Linked DNA regions of Sus scrofa: region 1 is linked to region 2. Evidence: chromatin contacts called from public Hi-C data. All regions are on one chromosome and are shown on one strand. Each heading gives the region's core, a stretch centred on a gene start, on an enhancer-like site or on the middle of the called end of the contact. The rest is flanking DNA. Distances are from core to core; before and after follow the strand shown.

Region 1 (5,378 bases), core at 34-2,533, 340 kb before region 2:
CTTAGGATAAATCCCCAGAAGTCAGAAATACTGAATCAATGGATATGAAAATTTTCCATGTTTCACAAGTCATACTGCCATTTTGATTTACAAGCGAATTGAACCAAACTACAACCCATTGGAAGTGTGTTAAGTGTATCAGTTTTACCAATACCTCAGCAGTACTGAGTGTTACCATTAAAAAAAAGGTGAGAGAAGGCACAAATCTCAAATCTCAAATAAAAATGGCACCTCCAGTTTGCCTCAATTTATTTATTTATTTATTTTTTCAGTTTGCCTCAATTTAAACTGCTACTCAGACAAAAAATTTGCTATTCAGGATGAATCTTGTTTGTTCTCTATTATTTTTGACATGAATTGTTTATGTCTCCTGCTTCTTTTTCTAACTGGTTTTCAATGTTTTCCTTTTAAAATCGCTCATAATCTTTACCGAGCATAGCTAGTCATGCTGTTGCAGTTAATGCAATTATTTTTCTTCCTTTTTTAAAAGTTTTACTTTCTCCTCACTCACGATAGATATATTAACACTCCTGCTGGAATTTTCATTTACAATTTTAATGCTCTTTTTAGGTGCTAGTAACCTCACGCAACCTTTGGCCTCTACATAGAGAGGCCCTGGGGAAGAGGAAAAGCTTCTCTAGTGATTGATGTCAGCCACCGAGCTAAGAGCAGGGCTTGGACTCTGACCGTATCCCGGGAACTAATTTCCCTTAATCAAATGAAAGACCTTAGGAGGAGCCACAAGGCAAAAAGGAAAATCTATGTGAAGGAGAATACCAAATTCTGTGAGGAGCGTGGAGGACCTGCATTCAAAAAAGGGCACCATACCTTTAGGACTTCAGAACTGGCAAAGCTCCACATGCAGCTATTAATATGCAAAAAATGCCTTCATAAATACTTGATTCTGTTCACAGTGGGGAGGCAGTTCATTTGAAAGAGGAAATGGGAGCTTGGAGTTGAAACACGTCTGCTTGTCTCCTTTTTCTTTTTTCATTTCTCTTTTCATCTCCTCGTTTCTCCTAGTAGGTTTCTTCCCCCTCTTTCCCCAACTCAACCCCCTCCTGCGACTCCTAGGACGTTGTCGCCAGTCGCTACTCATTTCTGGTTTTGGTTTTACCGCCCAGGTCCGCATTCTCCACCAGGGGTGGAGGAGGTGCCTCGGCGGCGAGTCCCACCGGTTGCCCGCCCGCGTGCCGGAGGCGGAAGACGGGATCCCTCCTGCTCGCGGCCCCGGCGCGGACCGCGGCTCGGGAAACGCACAGCCGAGGGTTTAAAAACTCCAACCAGTAGGGGGCACCAGAGGCAGCCTCCAGAACTGGGTAAATCCGGGAACCCGGTCACGTCTGCAAAGCACCCGCTGGCTTTCACTCTCACCCGCCCGTCAGAAATTGCTTTCCAAATCGAGGTATGTGACTTCTCGTGAAAGCGTGGTGATGCCAAAATAGTCCACCCTTGGTGGGGGGTAGTTGCTATTTTGGTTTTGTGTTTTCACTCGAAGCTAACACACTGATAAAAAAAAAAAAGTAAAAGTATTTTGTGACTAAACTCCTAATGTGGTCCGACCCCAGGGAAGGGAGGGAGGGGGTGAATTAGGGGGCAGTTAAAGGCCAGGCGAGCAGAAACCCCTGATGCTGATAGAGATCAATTTTGTGTGACCCCCTAGCCTGCCGCAGAGTGGAAAGGCGACAGAGGGAGGGATTCACTGAATTTGCCAGTGGCTCATCAAGGTACGTAACCGAAATCTGCTGGGCAGAAATTTGTCTCTAAATCTTTTCCAGATGATTTATAGTAAACATGAAATTAGTCATTTACATAGAGTAGGTTGAGGAAGTAGTTAAAATTGAAGTGATTAATAAAGAGCCATTAGCCTCCAAAAGTACGGGGGTGGGGGAGGCGCAGAAGACACTCCCCTCCCCTAAGGCGCCCCACCCTCATTTTCTTCGCGTTTGGGGGCTAGTGGGGCGTCCGAGACTTTTCCTCAAATAACTTTCCTTTAGTGGGGCGTCTTCTTTTTTTTCCTTTTTCCTTTGGCCGGGCCAGAGGCATGTGGCAGTTCCGCGGCTGGGGATTCCCACCCGCGCAGCGGCAAAACGCCAGCAACTGCAGTGACAACGCGGGATCCTTAACCCACTGTGCCACAGGGGGACTCACAGGGGGACTCACAGGGGGCTACTTCTAAAGGAAATAAAACTTGCTTGAACAAATCAGCTGGTTCTGGTGGGAACAGCCCCCTCCTCTCACAAAGGAGGCACAGGCAATTCTCTCTCTCTCTCTCTTTTTTTTTTTTTTTTGCTTTTTAGGGTCACACCCATGGCATATGGAGGTTCCCAGGCTAGGGGTCTAATCGGAGCTACAGCTGCTGGCCTACACCACAGCCACAGTAAGGCCAGATCCCAGCCGCATCTTTGACTTACACCACAGCTCACCACAATGTGGGATCCTTCACCCACTGAGCAAGGCCAGGGATCGAACCTGCCACCTCATGGTTCCTAGGTGGGATTCGTTTTCACTGCACCCAGATGGGAACTCCCAGGCACAGGCAATTCTCAGAGCGAGCTGGTTTGTGCAGCCTCACAGGGGAAATGAGGAGACTAGAGTTTAGGACCCTCGGTCTAGTGGTCCTGTTTTTGACTGCAAGGGTAATAATTCAGTCTAGGACTTAATTTGACATGACGGAGCCACTCTTTCATTGCAGGTGATATGAGGTCTCTTAAAATACAACCATGAGGCTGTGTGAATTTGGAGTGTTTAGGGTATAGGAGGTATTCTCAAGGCCTTTGGAGTTGTGGAATTATTGAAATATAGCACAGTGTATTTTCCTCAGTCACAGACTCTCTTGAAAAAGAAAACCTTCTAGATCCCTTAGAAAGAGTGTCTTCAAAGCAGGTATGTTAAAAAAAAAAATTGTAAATATTGCTTCTGTGGTTCCTCAGTGGCAGGAAGTGTGGGCTCTGCCATGTTTTACCTCAGGGGAGGCCTGACCCTGGCCAGGGATTCAACAGTGAGAGTTCAGGTACTTCCTCAGAACTTCTCTAGGCGCATACGGGAAAACAAAACTGCTTATAATATTATTGTTTTTTAATGAGTGTGAGGGAAGAGGAGAAAGCCAGGAAGTTGGAGATTAGGGAGACATAGAGACCATGCCTGTCCCTCCTGCACAGCCCCGCTCTGCATCCAGGCTGTGGCAGGGCAGGGAGAGCCCTGGGCTGTGCTGCTTCTGCCCCAGCTTCTCTGAGACCTGGGAAGCTCTAGAAATTCCCCTAAGTTATCTCTCTAGAGTGAATCTGAGGACAGTGCCAGCCTCAAAGCTTCAACTAAAGAAACATGTTTATAAATATTTGTGAACATATGTCCTTGAACCACTAATAGATATTCTTAATCCATCCAGATAAGGCATTTTTCTCCTTTCTTTCTTCTTTTTTAGGGCTGAGCCAGAGGCATATGGAGGTTCCCAGGCTAGGGGTTGAATCCAGGCCACATCTGCTGGCCTACACCACAGCCACAGCAATGCAGGATCCAAGCCACATCTTCAACCTGCACCACAGCCCACGGCCACGCTGGATCCTTAACCCACTGAGTGAGGCCAGGGATCGAACCCGAAACCTCATGGTTTCTAGTCGGATTCGTTTCCGCTGGGCTACAACAGGAACTCTGGCATTTTTCTCCTTTTTTCACAGTATCTTTGTTTTTTGTTTTCTTTTTTTTCTCTTGCTAGTTACTTTTTCCTCCCCAATAGGAATCAGAATTGGAGTGGAAAAAATGGGCCCATTGGCACAAAATCTTAGTCCCTACTGCCTGGATGGAAGATGTTTTCTGTGTTCCCTTGTTCCCTTTTTGACTTTACAGGAGTCAAGGAAGGGCCTATTCAGCTTATCCACGCACATGGAGAGCTAGACAAAACAGTCCAAGTTGAGTTAGGACATTCCAAGTCTATGAGTTAAGGAACCTCTGTGATTTTATAGTCTACTTGTCTCATGTAATTGATGAAGTAAATGAGACCCAGAGAGGTGAAGAATCTCACCCAGGGTCACACAGCAAGCCAGGACAAGAACCCAAAAGTCCTGACTCCCAGTCTTATGTTCATGCAGAGTCAGTACTGTACCTGCTTCTCTGGTTTTTGGCTCAAAGGTGAGGCTTCATTAAGATTCATGTGAAGATCAGGTCCAGTTTCATTGTTTGCTGTGATGAAAATGAGAGAAAAGGGTCAAGCTTGTCAGGTCTAGGTCTCATGAATTTTGTATATATACCATACACATACATGCTAGTTTATATGTATAAGATTATAAATGCACACGTGTCTATGGCATTCGTATTTACTCACCAAGTAACACCTCTAACCTCTACAGGCACAGTCTAAATGCTGTGTTAGCTATAGGGTTGCAACCTTATATTCAAATTTCTATTTTTCTTGTCTTGGTTGCTCTTTAAAAGAACAAAACTAAATTCTTTGTGCTTCTAAAATTCAGATAAAGCTGAAATTAAAAAGGAAATATTGATGGAAAAAAATCTGCTGATACTGTTGAATATAAATTTTGTATGATCCTATTTCACTGAAGTAGAAAAATGCTCCGGCAACCTTCCAGATAGGGAGATCAGAGACTTCCCTTTTCCCTCATGAGGTGGAGGGGCAACAGGAGGGGTGGAAACGTGAAGCGAACAAAGGCAAAGGCGGACTAACGGAAATCGTGGCGCTCCCCTGGAGCGGGCACCACAGACACTGAGGTGGCGCTGGCGTGTAATCTGCACCCCTCTCCTCCGTGGTTGTGTTATCATACGCTCCATGGGTGTGGAAGCCGAGGCTCAAAGGTAAAGTAACCCGCCCAAAGGTGTACATCTAATGAGGTTTCGAGTAAGAATTTGAGTCTAAGGCTGCATGACTCAGCCTTAAGAAAAGCTGAAGAAACTGACTAACCTATGGGACCAACCTCATGCTGCAAAAGGATAGGATTTATTTTGGTCTTCTTTTTTTTTTTTTTTGCCCCCAAGAAAGTAAATTTAATGTTTGTAAAGGAATGTTTATTTGAGGAACAGATTTAGCTAAGCGCCTGGCTTCTCTGACAAGGATTTAGTCTCTCTCGCGTAGGACCAGTGTGCAAAAAAAAGCCCTTTCCATACTTGCTCCTAAGTAGCTCTGTTAAGAATCTATGGCCATGGAGTTCCTGTTGTGGCTCAGTGGTTGATGAATCCGACTAGGAACCATGAAGTTACGGGTTCGATCGTAACCATGAAGTTACGAAGTTACGCCTTGCTCAGTGGGTTAAGGATCTGGCATTGCTGTGGCTGTGGTGTAGGCCAGCAGCTGTAGCTCTAATCAGACCCCTAGTCTGGGAACCTCCATATGCCGCGGGAGCAGCTCAAGAAAGGGCAAAAAGACAAAA
Region 2 (5,426 bases), core at 1,390-3,889:
TTATCTCTGCACAGTGTCTCTTCTGAATCTGTGGTATAGTTGGAGCACCTTTAGAGCATGGCACTGGCTTCTCAGAGGGGGATGTGGAAGCTACCAGTTCTTTTTAAGACCTTGATTCAGAAGTCTCAGAACCTCATTTCTACCACATTTTATTAGTTAGGGGAAAAAAAAAAAAAACACAAGGCTAGCCCAAATTCAGGTGAAGAGGAATAGACTCCATCTCCTGAGGTCAAGAGTGGAATCTGTATACATGAGAGGAGGAAGTGATGGCTGCCATTTCTGGCGACTGTCCTCCAAACCGCCAGAGTGCAAGAACCATGACAGCAGGGACTCGTCTGTTTGTTCCTTGTTGTGTCTCTCTAGTGCCGAGGACAGAAGTGTTTATTTAGCTCATGTATTTAAGAGACAAGCGAAAGAACGAGTCTCAAAAGCTAAAGGAAAGGTCTGAGGAGTAGAAGGAAAACCCAGAAGAAATGGGTCCCAGAAGTCAAGGTGAAAAACAGGGAAAGAAAGATAAGACTGAAAACTCTATGCTTTTTTTTTTTTTTTCTCACATTGGAAAGCTTTAAAGATAAGTTTGAAAAGTTACAAGTTCAGGAGTTCCCACTGCAGCTCAGCAGTTACCAACATGACTAATATTCATGAGGATGCAGGTTCGATCCCTGGCCTTGCTCAGTGGGTTAAAAATCCCGCATTGCCGTGAGCTGTAGAGGAGGCCAGCAGCTGCAGCTCCAACTGGACCCCTAGCCTGGGAATTTCCATATGCTGGAAAAAAAAAAAAAAAAGAAAGAAAGAAAAAGTTACAAATTCAAATGGTATAATAGGGCATGCAGTGAAAAATGGGTTTTCTTCCTGCCTCTGTTCCCAATTCTCCTGCCCAGTGTCAGTCACTTTTTTTTAATACATCCTTTCAGAAATAAGATAGGCATATACAGAGACAAGGAACCTCTCTTTCTCTCTCCTATGAAAAGGCATACATAACATGCAATTGGTAGAATACAATACACATTATTCAGCATTTAGCTTTTTTCTCTTAAACTAACATCCAGATTATTCCATATCATACATATAGATCATCTTGTTTCTTTTAAATGACTTCATAGAAGTCACAGAAGTTCCATTCTTAGACTGCATCATTAGATTTCAAGATTAGACGGTACTTACTGGTTTCAGTAGACCTGACAAAGTAAAGATTGTAAAGTGGGATGAGGAAGATTGGGAAGTCAGAAAGTAAAGGTAGAAAAGTAGGTTGCAAAAGAAAGGAGGATAAAGGAAAAAAAAATTAAAGACAGGATATGCTGGAACTGGCTTACATCTTTAGAGGAAGAGTAACAAGAGACAGTGAGATTGAAAACACACAAAAAGGGATAAGTAATGGAGCATGCCTCTAAGGGGATTGGATGGGATTCATCTTGAGAGACAGAGCACTTACAAGGAGAAAGAGGGAGAAGGAAAGGAAGGCTGGGGTTGCAGGTAGGGTTTGTAACAGTGGCTGGTGGGAGTTAAGGAAATTCATTCCTAGTGGCCTCATTTTCCTCAGAAATGTAGGAGGCAATGTATTTTTATTTCTAAAAATTTTACCAAAGAGGGTGGGTGGGTAGAGTTGGGTAAAAAGTTAGGAGTGTGTGGGTTGGGAATAGCAGGGAATGGGGATAGAAGAAATTCTGAGTAGCAATCTGTTAAGGACAGTTTGGGGCTTAGCAAGACTGCCTGACCACGTTATTTCCAGCACTGGTGCAAGAGTGAACAAGGTTAGCTGAATCGTTGCAGGACAACTGTTTTGCAGGTGATGGAGGGCCAAGGAGGCAACTGAGTTGAGGATGTTGGTGAACCTACTAAACCATGTATGCAGTATGCACAGGAGCTTCAGACCCTGACTGCACATCTGTCACTGATGGTCTGAACACGGGTTTGCAGGCCCAGAGATGGCACACTGCCTAGCAGTAGAGTTTACACCCACTATGGGCCAAGAGTGGCGGCTTCGGAAAATCTTCATGAGGGGACTTCGGGGGTGAGAGTTGAGTCGGGGTAGGGCTATGGCTCCAACAAGCAGACGTCGTGAAACTGTGCTGGGCAAACTGGCTTTACTCGGATTATATATGGAAGAGTCCAGTGGGGATCATAGGAGAAGCTATCTCATACCCTCCTACCACACTCCATCATCTGGGGTCGCAACTAAGTAGCAAAATCAGTGTGGATACTAGCGCTAACGGCGCCGCGTGGCGATGACGTCATTCCCGGGGGAGGAAGTGACTACTTTAGGGTACAGTCCATAGAAGAAGTCTGAAGACATTTTAGCCTTTTCACTGTCAAGAGTAGCGAACTTACCGTTCGGACTCCTGCAGTTTGAGGTGGCAGCAAAATATCTGCAGCTCCCAACCTCTCTCTTCACCATCTGTTACCATGGAAGCGATCGGATAATTAGGTCCCGGCGACGCCATGTTACGTCATTGCTCAAGTGCATCCCAGGCATATATACTCTGCCTGGTCCTAAAGAAAAGGCAGCACTCCTGGGAACGTTGCCCACAGTGCCTAACGCCTCTTGAGTAATTTTGATCCCTACAAGACGCCGTTGCCATCTAACCCCACCCAACTTCGGGGGTGATCCCCCTCCCGTTCTCCACTCCGCAGCCCCGCCCCTGCCCGGAGGCCCCGCCCCCCGTGAATCAGCTGATCTCACGCACCCGCCGGGCTGCCAGGCTCGCGCCGGATGCAGACAGTGGTGCTGCCGGTGGAGCGTCAGGTGAGCGAGCGCGGGTCCCGGGTTGGCCCGTGGTTTCCGATGGCTGACCGGCCGGGGCCTCCAGTGTGCGAGAGGCCGGGTCTGGGAGGAAGGCGGAGGCGCAGGCCGAGGCCCGGGAGGGCGCTGCGGCGACCCACGGAGACGACGCCGGCGTTCTCTCAAGCCGGCGTCTGACCCACTGCGTCTGCCTGTCTGTGAGCACCCGACGGCCCCAGGTTCTCTCACTCGCTCCGGTTCCTCCCTCCCAGGACCGGGCGCCACTTCAGAGATCTCAGCCTGGTGAAATACCTTCACGCCCCCCTTCCCGCCTCCACCCACGCTGCTTTCCACCCATTCATTCAGGAAGATGTATTGAATGCCCACTCTAGGCACCGAGCAGATAAACCGAGGTCCTTGGCCGCGAACCTTGGTGAGAGTCTCAGATGGGTTTGCCCTTGGGTGCAGATCGTGGTGGAGAGTGGATCCAGGGTTTCCATGCTTTGAAAGGGCTGTTGAGGAAAAAGAAAATGAGTTTGATGTTAAGAATTAGTAGTTCAGCAAAGTCTTTTGACGTGTCAGGTGATCCAGCAGAGGGTGGTAAGTTCTTTTGAGAAGTGAAGGTAGGAAAATAATATAGGGGCTATCGTGAGGAACTGGTCCTGAGGCTGGCATAGGTCCTCTGGGTAATAGGGCTATTTTGGAAGCAGACAACTGTAGGTTGGCAGAAGTGGTGGTGTACTGCTTAGAGCTTTGTTGATGGGGGAAAAGGAAAAACACCCAGGCTGAAGTGGCCTATTCAAGTAGAATATTCTCATTCTGGTTGAGAATGGAAAAGGAAGTAACTGTTGAACAAAATGCAGAGCATTAGTCTAGTGCCTTTTGGATTTGTTGGTGGTTGTAAATATTTTTTAAAAGGCTTTGAAGAATAAAATTGTGTGATGTGTGTTTATTCTGAACAGGTACAGAAATTCAGCAAACCTGTTGGTCCAGTATTTTTTCGGTTTATCACAAATATAAATAATTTGAAGTGACCACTTGACCTTTGAGTTAATGAATACTCAAAGAATTTTAAAAAGTGAATTTGCTTTTGCAGTAAATTGCAGTATTTTAATCTTAATAATAGAGGCATGGTGGCGAAGATCCTAGGCTTTGGACCTGCAATCAAATACATTTACATCTTTGAATTTGGGCAAGTTTGCTTATCTACCTCAGTTTCCTTATCTCTAAATTGAGGATAAAAGTGCCTTCCATATAATAATACCTTTACGTGTTATGGTTCATGTACTGTGTTTTTTTACAGTGTCTTGCACCGTATGTAAATATTCAGTACATATCAGCTGTTTTTATAAGTCATTTCCTTTTTCACTACATCATGACCCATTGAATCATTGTTTTATAAGTGATGTGAAAGAGAACTGGATATTTTTAGAAAAGAACTACAATTCACTTTTTAAAATCAAGAAAGAGTTCCCAGATGATTTTATGACATGGGGTGTATTTAAAGAAAATATGATTTCAGGTTGGTCTGTGGTAACTTTGGTGTTTCCACTCGAGCCTTTTAATGTAGAAAATGCTGATGGACTCTAGCTGGCTTAACTATATTAGTTTCCAAACGGTGACTAGTATTGGCAGATTTAAGAATTATAGTTATAGCAAGAAATGTTAAAAATTGTTGCACAGTGTTAACGTTTGATAAGATAATACAGAAAGTAAAGTACCAAACAAATGATTTTGGTGGGGGGGGTGGGATTTGAGTGGCACTATGTGAGCCTCTTATTTTTTATGTTAATTTACACAATGCGAACTGGAATCCCTTCTCTCCAGACTTCAGCCTTTCAGAATTTAGGTTGTCACTGACTGACTTTGGGCATTTTGACCGTTAAAGAAACAAAAGGTATAGTAAGAACTTTATTGAGAACTGATTTTAGTTTTCATGTGATAAGATGGACAGAGTACTCTTAGTATATTTCTACCTTTTCATGAAAAACATGAGTTTAATGTAGTATTGCTGGGTCCATTCTAAAGATATTTCCAAAGAATATGAGTGGCTTGTAAAAACCTTTTATAATTCTTTAGTATGAGACTAGGTAAGATATGAGTTGAAAAACTAGGAAGGAAGGTAAAGAGGGGTGATTTTTGAGCTGATGTGCAAGAAGGCTTGCTTTGATGGAGTGTGGAATGCTGTGAGGATTTTAATAACTTTGTGGAATTAAACCTACCACATATTCCAGCTATATTAGGGATGTAGATATTTCTGGTAGCATTTTTTTAAAAACAGTCTTTTTCTTTTAACCCTTCATTGATGACCCAATAACTCAGTCATCAGTAAAAAGAAACTAGTAGATTTGGTAGGCTCTCAGTCCTTAAGAAAATGCGTGGTAACTACAAATAAAATAGCAACAAAATATGACTTGGTTCTTTTTAGTATTGCATTTGTTTTCCTACCCCCATTCCTGTTTCTCTATAGATGTGATAGTGCTGTCTTTACATTTTGTCTTGCTGTTTGCCTGCATCACACAGTCAGTAGAACAGCTGAACAATTGGTAAAGTAGGTGAATTAATTGGCTCATGTCGATAGAGCAAAAATACTCATATCGATGTACTGAATACTTTTTGGAGCTCTGGTAGAAGTTACTCTTTTATTGTAGAGTTCAGTTTTGAAGAACTCAACTCCTATGAGAAAAACCTGGGGCAGTGGGATCTG

What was found. Hi-C and Micro-C count contacts between places; a contact is called where the count stands out from the background.
Region 1: a Hi-C map of heart right ventricle shows a contact between it and region 2, with 4 times the contacts expected there. The contact joins the enhancer-like site here to the promoter of ALS2 in region 2. A contact is called at or near these places in 2 of 5 promoter capture datasets (fetal liver and liver) and 4 of 47 Hi-C or Micro-C datasets (embryonic fibroblasts, epiblast stem cells and heart right ventricle).

The regions. Positions count from the first base shown.
Region 1 is chr15:105,739,801-105,745,178 of Sscrofa11.1, reverse strand. KIAA2012 reads right to left here. Exons shown (of 23, transcript XM_005672082.3): 13 at 4,103-4,179. Among named protein-coding and RNA genes, the nearest start is that of KIAA2012, 61 kb to the right of the region's middle. Within about 2 kb of position 1,283, at least 31 of the 83 cell types and tissues checked have an H3K27ac peak or open chromatin away from gene starts, as enhancers often do. A contact at or near this core is called in embryonic fibroblasts, epiblast stem cells and fetal liver, where this site is marked.
Region 2 is chr15:105,398,365-105,403,790 of Sscrofa11.1, reverse strand. ALS2 (alsin) reads left to right here and starts at 2,639. Exons shown (of 34, transcript XM_021076185.1): 1 at 2,639-2,743. It overlaps CDK15 (cyclin-dependent kinase 15), which reads right to left and starts at 2,621. Exons shown (of 14, transcript XM_021076193.1): 1 at 2,329-2,621.